4 separate regions of the Mus musculus genome follow, and all the other regions are linked to region 1. Evidence: chromatin contacts called from public promoter capture Hi-C data. All regions are on one chromosome and are shown on one strand. Each heading gives the region's core, a stretch centred on a gene start, on an enhancer-like site or on the middle of the called end of the contact. The rest is flanking DNA. Distances are from core to core; before and after follow the strand shown.

Region 1 (3,626 bases), core at 664-3,163:
ATTTTTTTGTGGTCCCATAAATAATGGGAGATTTTTTAAACAACAAAACAAAACTCACTTGAAAGTGACTATTTTTGTCTTATATCAATTAAATAGTTGAAATTTTGGTGGCAGCTACTCAGAAACCTTAGAAGGCCACAATTAAATAGGTGAACTATTCATGTATACTTTATTATGTTGCTATGTATTATAAAATATGAAATAATTTAAATATAGTATTAAATAATAATTAAAATATTAAACTAGAAAATAATATTAAATAGAAAATTTAAGATTTAGAATTTAAAATTAGATTTAGATTTAGAATTTAAGAAAAGTTAAGGTTAGGATATTCTTTATGCATATGTTATGAAATATGCAGTGAATAAATTAATGGAGAAACTATGAGTAAAAAAGAGAGCATTAAAAAATGAGTAGGCATACTATTCATGTGCATTGATAGCAAGGTTCCTAAGTTTGTGGTTAACTGTGCTGTCTGGTATTACCACATAGTTTGTAGGAGGTTCTTATCTATATTTTCAGCGCTGCCAAAACCCTAGTTGACCTGATCACTTTTAGAAGTAGGCTTGTTTCATGCATCTTTGAATAAGGGGGGTGGGGGGGTGGGGAGGAGGGCGGAAATCAGCGGAACACTTCTGCCCCCTACTGGTATGCAACAGGATCATTAGAGAAATGACCTTAAAAAGGTGGTGATACAGTTTATCCCAGTTAGCTTTAGTTGACAACCTGAGGCTGCCTAGAGTAATCCTAGAAGATAATCTCAATTGAGAAATGGACTAGATGAGATTGGCCTGTGTGCATTGCTCTGGAAGATTGCCTTGATGGTTAACTGATGAAGGAGAGCCCTGCACACTGAGGACCCATCTTTAAGCAGGTAATCCTGGGCTTTATAAGAAAGCTAGGTAATTGGGCTAAAGAGATGCCTGGGGTTTAGTTCCCAACATCCACATTAGCCTTATAATAACCCTATAGGTCGAACAACAATATGAACTAACCAGTACCCCAGAGCTCCTGTCTCTAGCTGCATATGTAGCAGAAGATGGCCTATTTGGCCATCATTGGAAAGAGAGTCCCCTCGGTCTTGAAAACTTTATATGCCCCAGTACAGGGGAAAGCCAGGGCCAAGAAGTGAGAGTGGGTGGGTAGGGGAGCAGGGTCGGGGGAGGGTATAGGGAACTTTCAGGATAGCACTTGAAATGTAAATGAAGAAAATATCTAATAAAAAATTGAAAAACAAAACAAAATAGAAGCTCATAATAACCTTTAACTCCTGGTTCAGGGGAACCTGATGCCTCTTACCTCCATGCAACATATAGTCACATACAGACACACTTTACAAAAACAAAAATTAATATCTTAATTAATTGTTAATTAACTAAATAATAAGAAGCTAAAATAATAAAAAAATGTTACTCAAAAGTCAAAAGAGATTTCTATGTCATCTTTTTGCATCTTTGGACCCTTCTAATCCTGAATAATTCTGTCATGTAACCTAGGGAACAGAAGGAAAGACAAAGAGACTTAAGATTTGAAGGAACATGTGATTTTAAAAAAAGGAACTCATTATAGTGGCTTCAAAAACTCATTCAGCACTTCCTCCCTAAATGGTATTTAGAACCTGTTACAGTAGATCCCTCCAGGGAACAGGATACGATTGTGCTAGTACAAATCTCTGACATGCAAAAAAAAAAAAAAAAAAAAAAAAACTGGAATATGTATCAATTTTACTGTCTGGAAATGCTAACCAGAAGAAATGTTTCTCAGACTGTGGAGGAGGAGGAGGAAAGTTCTCAAGAGAGGAGCCAGTACTGGACATTTCTTCTATGATACAACTCAATGCTCTTGGGCTAAACGTCTAGGGCCCAAGAGATGTCTAAAACGAGGTATAAATAAATGATCCAGATTTGTTGTTTAGGCTCATAGAATCTCCTTGCTTTTACTCTTTCTCCTGTTAAATGTCTTCAGATTTTAAACAGAAACAAGTAAGTGCAAAGTTATGTTCAAAGGAAGCTTGAAGCAGATGACAGAAGAAACTTAAGTCATGTTTTCTGCAGTTCTGACCCATAAGAGTACAACACCTAACTTAGTCAAGTTGATCTGCAATGGTGGTGTAGTTCTATTTTGAGAGATTTAGTCATCAGTCACAATGTTTCCATATTTATATTGTATTTATACAATAGTCTCTTATTTTTCTACCAGGATTTGAATATAGGTGTGATAAATTTCCAGTGGTTAAAATAAAGCTTAGTTGTTTAAACATTTTAATAAAGACAAACCTTATATATTCAAGAATGAATTCAAGAACATGTTCATAAATATATAGAGCCTTATAACATCAGGTACCAGTCCTGATGTGTATTTAAAAAACGGAGACTTGGAGATGTTAACTCTGAAAAGTGATGATGGTCTTATATTGGTAGGAACGACCGTCTAATTTAAAGCGATGCCTCCTTCACTGACTATTATAAACACAATTGATATTTTTAGACTATTGATTGTTATAGCCAGGGTAAGATAATGTGTCTTGGTTTGAGGATTATGTTATAAACAGATTTAATCTGAAGCCCAGAAAGTTAACAATTGTTTAAATTAACATTGATTTTATTATTAATGTTGGTAATTTTATGTGTGCTCTTATGTCATTTGTTGCTGCAATAAATAGAGATTTATGTGATTTTTGTAGTTATTATCCTGAAGTCCTAACAAGAGAATGGGTTTACAATGGTGCTAAATTTTTAGGTAATTTATCAGCAAGAGAACTAAAATTCAAGTAAGTAACAGTCTCTGCACACAGCCAAGTACATCTTAGTGGATAGTGCTCAGGTCCAACTGTGTGCAGGTTCAGCTGGACTGTGCAATCAATACAGTCATAGTGCATTTTACAAAGAGCACAGACCAACATTTTAATTAATTCCAAATCTTAATCCCACAGTGCAAGACAAATAAAATAAAAGATTAGTGATGGCTAAAGCTTCCCACCAACAGGGAAAATCTGAAGGATCTGTTTGCCTCCCTTACATCTTTACACCATGATTTCCCCTCCCCCCATGGAGATTGTTCTACTTCCCAGCTAAGTCCCATTCACTGGTTGGTTTATGTGAAGGGGGCAGATCCATAAATGTCCATTGTTTGTAAAGAGCTTCATGCCAATTTATGCTAAAGTCATATAGGCAGACACTGCCTTATATATTTAACTGTAATTAAATAAGAAGTGCCTAATATTTCAATCAGATAAAGGAGGTAACTTTGCATATAGTAACAAAGAAAGGTGGCGACAATACAGTGCCTTGGTGCACAGTTAGGACGCTTAATTATAGTGGACAGGACACAATTGTAGTGGAATCAAGGTACAAAAAGCATCTGGTACTCTGTTAGTTATTGTTTTGGTTAAGCACACACAAATGTGTTTTATTGTAACTTATCTACCCAGCTCTACTATTATATTTAGTTCTGACTATCTATATCATTATATGCAGCTCCATCTATATCATTGTATGCTAAGTATAATCCTTCCTATCCCCTGCTTTTCCGCATCCCACATAGTCGGGTCCTTTTGTCTTACCAAAAGTTTCCATATATATTCCTGACATAGCTATTCCACAATCTTTTTAACACCATTTCTGCTA
Region 2 (3,361 bases), core at 480-2,979, 400 kb before region 1:
TGCTCTCTGGGTTAGTTTCTACATCTGCAAAATATGGATAATATTATGATGTGTCTTGTAGGTTTTGTTTGTTTCTTAAAGAGAGGGCCTCATATATCCCAGACTGGCCTCAAATTTGCTATTTAGCTCGGGATGAATTTAACTTCTGATCTTCCCTAGTGCTGGGATTACAGGCATGTGGTGGCACCAGGACGTGGGGGGAGGGTGATAAATCTTCTTTCTATAGGCAAAGCAGGCACTATACCATCCAAGCCAGGCCCCAATCTTCTTAGATGACGTTTAGGAAAGTTACAAAAGTGGTTTCATGCTAAGATTTTTCAATTGTCGAATGCTGAAAATTCTCAAAACAAATCTGAGTATTGGGGGGGCGGGGCGGGTATTGCTTCAACTCAGCATTTAGAATAAAAAAATTCTGTGTTCACCCACTAGAGGTCCTTCCAGCATTATATTTAGAAAATACAAAGACTCAGTCTTCTCCAACTCTTAAGCGTTTTCTCCTTCATCCTTAAGGTAGATTGGAGGCTCAGCTTCATATCTACTTCACGAGGCGGCATCAGGCAGTCCTGTCTCAGAGAGCTTGTTTCTGCAGGTTCCAAGGAGGACAGTGACCGAAACTGGGGTGGGTTGGTGTTTTGACAGATCTGGGTTCCGCTTAGGACTGTTCCTTTTACATCTTAAAATCTCTTGTGAATCCTTGCCATTTCACAAGATCTGCATGTACCACCAGGTAAAGGGTGACCCCATGAAAGAATACTGGTCATGGAATCTAGTGATTTGGCTCCTTGGCCAGAGGGATGACTTGAGTTTCTCAAAACAAAACAAAAGAAAAAGAAACAAATCCTTCCCCCCACCTCCCCCAAACAAGGTATAACTGTGTATCCTTGGCTGTCCTGGAACTCTGTAGACCAGACTGGCCTCAAAATTACAGATTATCTGCCTGCCTTCGCCTTCAGAGTGCTGGGGTCAACGGAATGCGCCACCACCATCTGGAGACAAAATTCATTTTTAACGAAGGGTTTCTAAATGAGATAACACATTAGACATGTTGGAGTAAAGTAGGCATCCAAAATTGTTAAATTACTTCATGTTCCCGATAGTGGGACATTCTCTTTAGTGTAATCCTATTCCTGAAGGCAGTTAGAATACTTTTCCCTATACATATCCATGCAGTGATGAATTATATAGACTCAGGGAAAACATGGTCATTTAAATAGGATTAGCATTTTATAAACTGGACAAGTTATTTCTCTTGATTTGGTTTCTATTGAAATGTGGGAATTAACACCAGGGGTCTGATAGCTCTTTGTTAAAGTCATGACCATGACTCTCTTTGGGGTGGAGGGGAATTTGTTTGTTTATTTATTTACTTTGTATGTGAGTGTTTTGCCTGAATGTATATATGTGTATTTATTATGTGTGTGCCTGTTGCCTGCTTAGATCAGGATGTGGGACTGGATTTAGCAGGTGACTGTGAGCCACCATATCCACAAAATAAGTGTCAGAAATCGAACATAAGTCCCCTGGAAGAGAGGCCAGTGCTCTTAACCACTGAGCCATCTCTCCTGCCCATGAGTATTGCTCTTAATGGTAATCGGATTTTCTTTTTCAAATATAGAAAACAGAACTGCTCCCAAAGAGTTTGTGGAGAAAGAGTGAGTGCACAATTGCTCATGCTCACCATACACGCTTGATTTTAGGACAGAAGAACTAATTATTCTTCAGATCTCAATGGTTATGCACAACGTGAGTAGCTACAACACTGGCCCCTTCACTCTCTCGGGCATCCCTGGACTTGAGCAGTACCATGTCTGGATCAGTATCCCTTTCTGCTTTATCTATCTCGTGGCCATCCTGGGCAACAGCATCCTTCTCTACCTTATTGCAGTGGAACACAGTCTTCATTCCCCCATGTTCTTCTTCCTTTCCATGTTGGCCATGACTGACCTCATATTGTCTACCACCTGTGTCCCCAAGACCCTTAGCATCTTTTGGTTTGGTCCTCAGGAAATCAGTTTTCCTGGATGTCTGACTCAGTTATTCTTTTTACACTACAGCTTTGTCTTGGACTCAGCTATCTTATTGGCCATGGCATTTGACCGCTATGTGGCCATCTGTTCACCCTTGAGGTATACCACTATTCTCACACCCAAAACCATTGTCAAAATTGCTGTGGGAATCTCTTTCCGAAGTTTCTGTGTTTTTGTGCCATGTGTTTTCCTTGTGAATCGCCTACCCTTCTGCAGGACACACATCATTGCCCATACCTACTGTGAACACATTGGTGTTGCCCGGCTGGCATGTGCAGATATCTCCATCAACATCTGGTATGGGTTTTGTGTCCCCATCATGACAGTGATTATAGATGTGATCCTCATAGCCATCTCCTACACTCTCATTTTATGTGCTGTTTTTCGCCTTCCCTCCCGAGATGCACGCCAGAAGGCCCTGAGCACCTGCGGTTCCCATGTCTGTGTCATCCTCATGTTCTATATACCAGCCTTCTTCTCCATCCTTGCTCATCGCTTTGGGCGAAATGTCCCCCGCACTTTTCATATTATGTTTGCCAACCTGTATGTAATCATCCCACCTGCACTCAACCCTATTGTCTATGGAGTGAAGACCAAGCAGATCCGGGACAAAGCCATTCTTCTGCTCTTCCCCAAATGATCTCAGTGACTGAAGTCTTGGATCTTGGGCCATTTCATAAAGTATAGTAGGTAAAAGGCTGAACCAGCAACCACTGACCTCCAGGAGACGACACATGGAGCTATTGGGGTTTTGCTTTCTTAGTTATTTTATGCAGAAGCCTCCTCAACCATTTTAGTTTTAGGAAAAGAAGCTCAGAGTTTAGAAGATAAAGGTATTTATCTCGCTTCTGAAAATAAACAACTTATCTTAAGGAGAATCTTTCAATTCTTTTTGGCTGTGCTAAGGTAATAAAGACTCATTGATAACAATGGAAGTTGCTGTTCTGTTTTCACTTAAAATATTTGTGACAAATCAGTTATTTTTTTACACACACCTTAATTCTGTATTTATGCATCATAGTAAGGTAGAAAATTTACTGCTGATCCTATAGATTTCTATATTAAGAAAATTAAATTTGTTCATTTGTGTGTGCATACATGTATATGTGTGTGTGTGTGTATATCAATACGGACACGTGCATGACACAGTTTTCATGTGGAGGCCAGAGGACAACTTGTAGGGAAGGTAGTCCTCTATTTCCACTATGTAGGTTCTGAGGATCAAAGGTAGGTTTTCTACCTTGGGGACAATGACCTTTACTTGCTGAGACATCATGATGTCACAAGTTTCTAGAGTTTGTTTGTTTGTTTTTAAAGATTTATTTATTTATTTA
Region 3 (3,519 bases), core at 496-2,995, 340 kb before region 1:
CTCTCCTCTCTTTATTTCTTTCTCTCCTCCTCCTCTTCCTCTCCTTTTTAAGACACAGACTCTTTTTGTAGCCTTGGCTATCTAGGAACTTTCTCTGTAGACCAGGCTGGCTTTGCACTCACAGAGAACCACCTGCCTCTGCTTCCCAAGTTTTGTGATTAAAGGCATGTGCCACTGCCACCCCTGGTGAAAAGTTTTCTAATAATCCAAGAAATCACAGTTTTAGGTACTTCTCCACACTCTAACACAAATCAGATGTCTGCAAAATCCAATTTCGTAAAAGGATGTGAAATAACAATGCCATTGAACTAGAAACTGTTAATATTAATTTTAACACTCAAACCTGACTATATTGCTTTTCTCATTTCTTTTCTTCCCTCCAACAACTTCCATGTTGGGGGCGATACAAAGCAAATCACTAAAATTGCTTTTGGAGCCACAGTTGTATGGAAGTTCTTCTGAGGTTGGGCACTGTCTGGGAAGGCTATCTGTCAGCAAGCTATAGTGCCCTCTACAGTGCTCTGTGCAAGTTTCTGGGAGGGAGAAGTTATTTCAGACTCTGAAATTACATCTTATTATGACTTGCTATTGGTTAGTACTGGAGATTCTGGTTCACAGATAGCAAAGTTTAAGAACATTTGATAAAATAGTACAGGTACAGCGTGACCTAGGTGGCTATTTTACCTCGTGCCAGCTCCCCCTGAGGTGGCACTAGTCGCCCAAATTCTTGTCTGAGTTTTGTGGTCACTGGAAATTCTAGAGATAGGGAAAAAAGGTGTGTGTGTGTGTGTGTGTGTGTGTGTGTGTGTGTGTGTGTGTGTGTGTGTGTGTATGAGAGAGAGAGAGAGAGAGAGCGAGCTATTGCTAATGATACAAACCTAACACATCCCTAGCTGAAACATGTCGCCTCTCACACAGTCTTATAGAAGTTAAATCACATTTAGATATAGATTCAAAGAGCTGCTGTTATTTCTTTTAACTCAGCCACCAGCTTCTGAGTTGAGACTATAGTGTTCTTTTTAAAATTGTTTTTTACATATATGTACTTATTTGTGTATGTCTGATACATGTATAGGTGGTGCCTTCAGAAACCAGACGCTGCCATGGATCCCTTGGAGCTGGAGTTATTGCTGGTTGTGAGCGGCCTGAAATTGGTGCTGGGAACTGAACTCAGGTCCTCTCTGGGAAGGCAATAATCCTTTTAAGCCATATAACAATCCCCCTAGTACCACCCATCTCCCTCCTTCCCCAACCCCCAGTTTATTTTCTGAAGCAATTCTGCTATCAGGTCTGGAATATACTAGCATTAGAACCATGGAAACAGATTACCTGGGATCTGGGACCTTGGGAAAGAAGGATCCCATTGAAACTGTGAACTGATTGCACATTTTAATTACCCACCTTCATTGTGTTCAGGTAGAACACGGGACTTGAGGACCATGGAGAACATACAGTAATTTAGTGGAGGATTAGAGACCAGAATGAGTGCTTCCTTAGCTAATTCTCAGACCTTGCTTTCCTACTCAATCATCATTTGTTGAGCTTAGTGTTAGGATTTGAAGAAGTGTATGTGAAATATGTTTCTAGACACTGACATGTCCGGCCCCGCCCCCAATTTGGTGCTTAAACCAAATCATGAGGAAAACCCAACCTCAGGCAGGTGGCAGACTTCTGTCCTGCCCCCATTCAGATGTACCTTTCAACTGTGACCTCATCACTGACACCATATCCCCTAAAGATTGCCAAAGAGAGAAGCAGCTGCCCCCCGCTATGGGAGCCAGGTGGCTGTAGGGCTACACTGGCAGGGGGGACCTGCAGGACGTAGGTGAAAGGACATCACCGAACACCTACTGGTCCCTTAACCCGGGTGTGCTCAGTGCCACATCAAAGCTTCTGCAGGTGTGTACTCCACTGTGCCCTCAGGTAACCCTGCGTCCTCTTCTTCAGGAAATATGGCACGAGCTAGGGAAGAAGCAGGGGACAGCCAGCTGGTGTCTGGTAGGGAGCCATCCTCACGTATCATCAGAGTGTCTGTCAAGACCCCACAGGACTGCCACGAGTTTTTTCTGGCAGAAAATAGCAATGTCCGCCGCTTTAAGAAGCAAATCTCCAAATACCTTCACTGTAACGCTGACCGATTGGTGCTCATCTTCACTGGGAAGATCCTCCGGGATCAAGACATACTGAGCCAGCGTGGCATTCTTGATGGCTCTACAGTCCATGTGGTAGTGAGGTCTCATTTGAAAGGGTCAGCCTGTACAGGAACTCTGGTAGGCCCCACAGGCCAGTATACCCACCGCTCAGAACCATCAGCCAAGCTTGGCCGGCTGGCCGGGACCTCACCTGACCTAGCTGATTTCTTCAGCCAGCGTGTCCAACTGCTGCCTGCGGCACCAGAGTCTGTGGTGCAACTCTTGGAAGATCCTCTGATTCAAGGCCTGGCAAATGAGAAACATGCCAATGGCGTTCACATTCCGGAAACCTCAAAAACGGTACAGAAACGGGACCCAGCTCTCAAATTTCCGGAAACCCTTCAGAAGCCCGCGCAATCGCAGGAAGTTCTCCAGGAACACAAGCAGAGGCTGGAGGCCCTGAAAGCCGTGCCAGGGGGTGACAACGCTATGCATCCCAGCTGCTCTGATATCCATCAGGTCATGCTCTCCACTCTGGCCTTATTGGTGGCTTCTAAAGGCCACATTTCAGCCTTAGAGCTGTGTAGGGGAGAAACCAACAATGCTCACAGCAGTTCTGATCCTACCACCATTCCAGCCACTTCTCCTCTGGTCAGGACCTTGGCACAAGAGGTCAGTACAGGAGGAGTTAGCCAGGTCAAGGGCATAGTTTCAAGTCAGGCCAGTTTAGGGTGCCGACCTGGTATGCTAGACTTACACTCAGGCTCAGATATCCCCTGCCAAGAAAGCCAGCAGCCCTTGGAGAAAGTCCCTCTAACCTGTCAACCGAGACTCTCGCCCTGTGTTCTGCGCCTAGCCTTGACTGTCCTGCAGCAGAATCCATCTCTGGCACATCAGTTGGCAACTGGCAGTCCCCTACTACATCACTTGCCACTTCTCCCCATCCTCACCAACCCTCGAGCGCTGCAGGCATTGCTACAGATAGAGGAAGGCCTACAGATACTATCCAGGGAGGTGCCTGAGCTGGGACCATTGTTTCGGGACTCAGCTAAACCACGTGGGGCTAGAGGAGCCCAAGAAACTAGGGGTAGAAGACAAGCCCATAGAGAAGATACTACACAACACTCCTTGGCCTTTCTTCAGCTCTTCCATTCCTTGGCCAGAGCCTGTTCCCAGTCTTCCCAAACTGCACTGCCCACATCCCTCTTTACTGAAGGTCGGTACCAGCAAGAACTGGAGGAACTGAAGGCCTTGGGTTTTGCTAACCGTGATGCAAACCTGCAGGCCCTTGTAGCCACAGATGGAGATATCCACGCCGCCATTGAGATGCTTCTAGGGGCTCCGCAGGATTAGTCTCTCCATTTGATGCCCACGATTGCACCATTCT
Region 4 (3,202 bases), core at 2-2,501, 430 kb before region 1:
TTAAGGAGACGGCTCAGTGGGTAAGAGCACTGACTGCTCTTCCGAAGGTCCTGAGTTCAAACCCCAGCAAGCACATGGTGGCTCACAACCACCAGTAATGAGATCTGATGCCCTCTTCTGGTGTGTCTGAAGACAGCTACATTGTACTTATGTATAATAATAAATAAATTTTTTTTTTTAATGTTAAAGCTCAGAGGCTAAATAAACAGACTGGGGACATACGGCATCCAATTTTCAGGTCCTGTACTGAAACACACGCAACATAACTAGCTGTAACACCTATTTTTCTCAAATGACTGATAAAATAAATGTCCCTTTGCTGTGTCGGTAGCTCAGGCCTGTAATCGTAACACCAGAGAAGAGGGTTGGAATCAAGAAGATGGTTAGCGATAGGGTAGCTTGGGTTATAGAAGGATATATCTGAAAAAAAATTGAGTTTACATACATACTTTTAGAATACATAAATTCAATGCTCCCTATCTCAGCCAAGTTATTCACAATAAATCACCTCACTGTCTCGGCCTGCCTCCGTCAGAAGTGACTCAGCAGAGTAACGGGGCGGTAGGCACCCCCAGAGAAGGTCCGCAGATGAAGAGTACCCGGTAGGCAAACTTCTCCAGAGCACGTCCGGAAGCCTAATTCCGAGGGCCAGAAATCCTGGCTGGGGTCTGTTCCTAACTCCGCCCAGCTTGCCTCGGCTTCCTCTGGAGAGGCCCTAGGGCTCCTAGCTCCGACTGGTTGCAGCCGGTGTAGACCGGGTCGGGGCAGGTAGAGTAGCTCATCTCCCAACTCTTCCTGGAAGAAGCCGGGCCTGCTTGGGAGGGGGTTGGGGGTTGGGGGGAATAAACCTACTTCCTGGAGCTGGGGGAGGAGATGTTGACCTCTGAATCCACTCGGGACTCCGAACGGGAATCTCCCAGAGCAGTGTGCCTTTGCCTCCAAAATCCAGGTTCAACGCCCGTTTCCCGCTTAGGGCTATAGGAATACTGCCTATTCCTAGCCGCGAACATGCCTCTCCAATGCTTCCCAAACTCAAGGAAACTCAAAGAGGCAGTCCCGCAACTCTTCTTGCACGCGTGAGCCCCAACACAAATAGTAAGGCAGCACAGACTCTACACACCAGTGGGACAGCAACGACTGGTCAGAAAATGGGTTTGCTCACCAATCTGGAATCCGTGCCTGGATCAGTGCCGAGGACTTGCAGCCAAGGAGACGGCTCCTTCCAGTACTAAAGCCGGACTCCAGGAAAAAGGGGCGGGCCTGGCGGAGGAGGCGGGGCTGACCCCTGTGCTGGCTGGGACCAAACCCCGGGTCAGAAATGCGAAGATGCCCTAGACAAGTCTATGGAACAGTCTTTAAGAACATCATCATTAGAGACTTAGGCTTTCTACCGTATGCAAGTGTTTAATACACCTGTTCTCACTATCAATATATTGAAATGTCTAAAGAATAAAAGGTCTAGCCATACAATTAAAAGGTGACTGCATTTGATGGATTACAAAAATCTGCCAACTTTAAATTACCTGTGTGTATCTCTAATTTTAACGCATGGAACCAAAAGACTACTTTTATACTGAAGTACTTATACATTTACATATGCAAACTGAACTGGACTGGAACTGGACTGTAAGGGTTTTGGGTTTTTTGTTTGTTTGTTTGTTTTTAAGATTTATTTATTTATTTTATGTATATAAGTACACTGTTGCTGTCTTCAGACACATCAGAAAAGGGCATCGAATTCCTATTACAGATGGTTGTGAGCCACCATGTGATTGCTGGGAATTGAACTGAACTACTCAGGAAAAGCAGTCGGTGCTCTTAACCACTGAGCCACCTCTCTAACCCCTAGACTGTAAGTTATTAAAGGCAGGGCTACTGTGAAAAGAAAAGAATGCCAAACTTCCTGGTTTGGGAGACTGACAACCCAACTGATCTCAGAAGATGGGGGGAGGGGGAAAGACTTTGGGGAGGAGCTGGGGGTGGAGTAGGAAGTGGCTCAGCAGTAAATTGTTTGCCTTACCTGCATGAGCCTGTGAACTGGGCTGACTCACAATTGTAATTCAGCATTAGGAGACTGAGGCAGGAGGATTACTCATAAATTTAAACCAGCCTGGGCTACAGAGTGTTTTTGCCTCGAAAAACTTAAAACACAAAATGAAAAGTCAAGTCAGGAATAGATGTTTGGAGTGAGGATGGGAAAACATGGTGCAAGCATTCCTTTTTTTTTTTTTTTTTTTTTCTGGTTTTTCAAGACAGGGTTTCTCTGTAGCCCTGGCTGTCCTGGAACTCACTTTGTAGACCAGCCTGGCCTCAAACTCAGAAATCCGCCTGCCTCTGCCTCCCAAGTGCTAGGATTAAAGGTGTGTGCCACCACGCCTGGCTGGTGCAAGCATTCTTAAGAATCATAGAAAAACAGAGCAGAGAAGATGGGACGCTCAATGTCTAACATACAAGGGTAAGGTTTATTTGGTTTTGAGACAGGGTGATGTGACATGCATATTTCTCCCAGGCTGATTTCAAACTTGCTGTGTAGCTGAGAATGGTCCAGATTCTGCTTCTGTGGTGGTGGCGGTATTGCAAGCGTGCATCCCCTTGCCCCAGCTGATCCAGTGTTGAGCATTGAACCCAGGCTTTGTGCGTCCGGGCAAACACTCTGCCAATGGGATTAGCTCCTAAAAGAGATTTATAGACAGCACAAATAGGTGGCACCATCATATGGAGGAAGAATTTGGTAAGATCTCAAAGACAGGGAATGTGGGATGAGAGGATCTCTGAATGTGTGGTTCTTCAAGATTTCTGTGTTCTTACACTCCTTTGATTACTCCAGACTTGGTTGTTCTGTTACACAAAATTGCTATGGAGCCTGAGTTTGCCTGCTGGTATCATGGTTGGGGGTTCTCTGGATTGTCTCTTTAAATTCCAAATCAGTTCTCAGAATTGTAACTTTGTTTGTTTGGTTTGTTTGTTTGGACAAGGTTTCTTTGTATAACTGCCCTGGCTGCCCTAGAATGCCTTTGTAGACCAGGCTGGCCTTGAACTCAGAGATCTGCCTGCCTCTGCATTCCTGATTGCTCGGATTAAAGGAATAAACCACCATGCTTGTTGAATTGTAGCGTCTCTTCTCTTCTGTTCCATTATCCTTGAAGGAAATCATGGGGCTTTGCTCCTGAGTCATGCATACAACTCTTAGCCTTGAAGAATT

Evidence for each region. Promoter capture Hi-C pulls out the DNA fragments that hold promoters and counts their contacts.
Region 2: a promoter capture Hi-C map of the HPC-7 cell line shows a contact between it and region 1. The contact joins the promoter of Olfr649 here to the promoter of Olfr67 in region 1. A contact is called at or near these places in 10 of 39 promoter capture datasets (the 3T3-L1 cell line, the HPC-7 cell line, HPC-7-derived erythroid cells and 6 more), 2 of 15 datasets of contacts at CTCF or cohesin (large pre-B cells and pro-B cells), 9 of 484 Hi-C or Micro-C datasets (the HPC-7 cell line, LSK cells, Th1 cells and 4 more) and 1 of 115 datasets of contacts at active chromatin or transcription factors (bone marrow-derived dendritic cells).
Region 3: a contact with region 1 is called in a promoter capture Hi-C map of the HPC-7 cell line. The contact joins the promoter of Ubqln5 here to the promoter of Olfr67 in region 1. A contact is called at or near these places in 5 of 39 promoter capture datasets (the HPC-7 cell line, embryonic stem cells, neural stem cells and 2 more).
Region 4: a promoter capture Hi-C map of the HPC-7 cell line shows a contact between it and region 1. The contact joins the promoter of Trim6 here to the promoter of Olfr67 in region 1. A contact is called at or near these places in 3 of 39 promoter capture datasets (the HPC-7 cell line, HPC-7-derived erythroid cells, hematopoietic stem and progenitor cells and 1 more).

What each region holds. Positions count from the first base shown.
Region 1 is chr7:103,790,117-103,793,742 of GRCm38.p6, reverse strand. It overlaps Olfr67 (olfactory receptor 67), which reads left to right and starts at 1,913. Exons shown (of 2, transcript NM_013619.3): 1 at 1,913-1,982. RefSeq lists a silencer at 1-766.
Region 2 is chr7:104,188,573-104,191,933 of GRCm38.p6, reverse strand. Olfr649 (olfactory receptor 649) reads left to right here and starts at 1,729. Exons shown (of 1, transcript NM_147055.1): 1 at 1,729-2,667. The coding sequence starts at 1,729. The coding sequence ends at 2,667.
Region 3 is chr7:104,128,049-104,131,567 of GRCm38.p6, reverse strand. Ubqln5 (ubiquilin 5) reads left to right here and starts at 1,745. Exons shown (of 1, transcript NM_027634.1): 1 at 1,745-3,519. The coding sequence starts at 1,953. The coding sequence ends at 3,485.
Region 4 is chr7:104,216,844-104,220,045 of GRCm38.p6, reverse strand. Trim6 (tripartite motif-containing 6) reads right to left here and starts at 1,251. Exons shown (of 8, transcript NM_001013616.2): 1 at 1,163-1,251.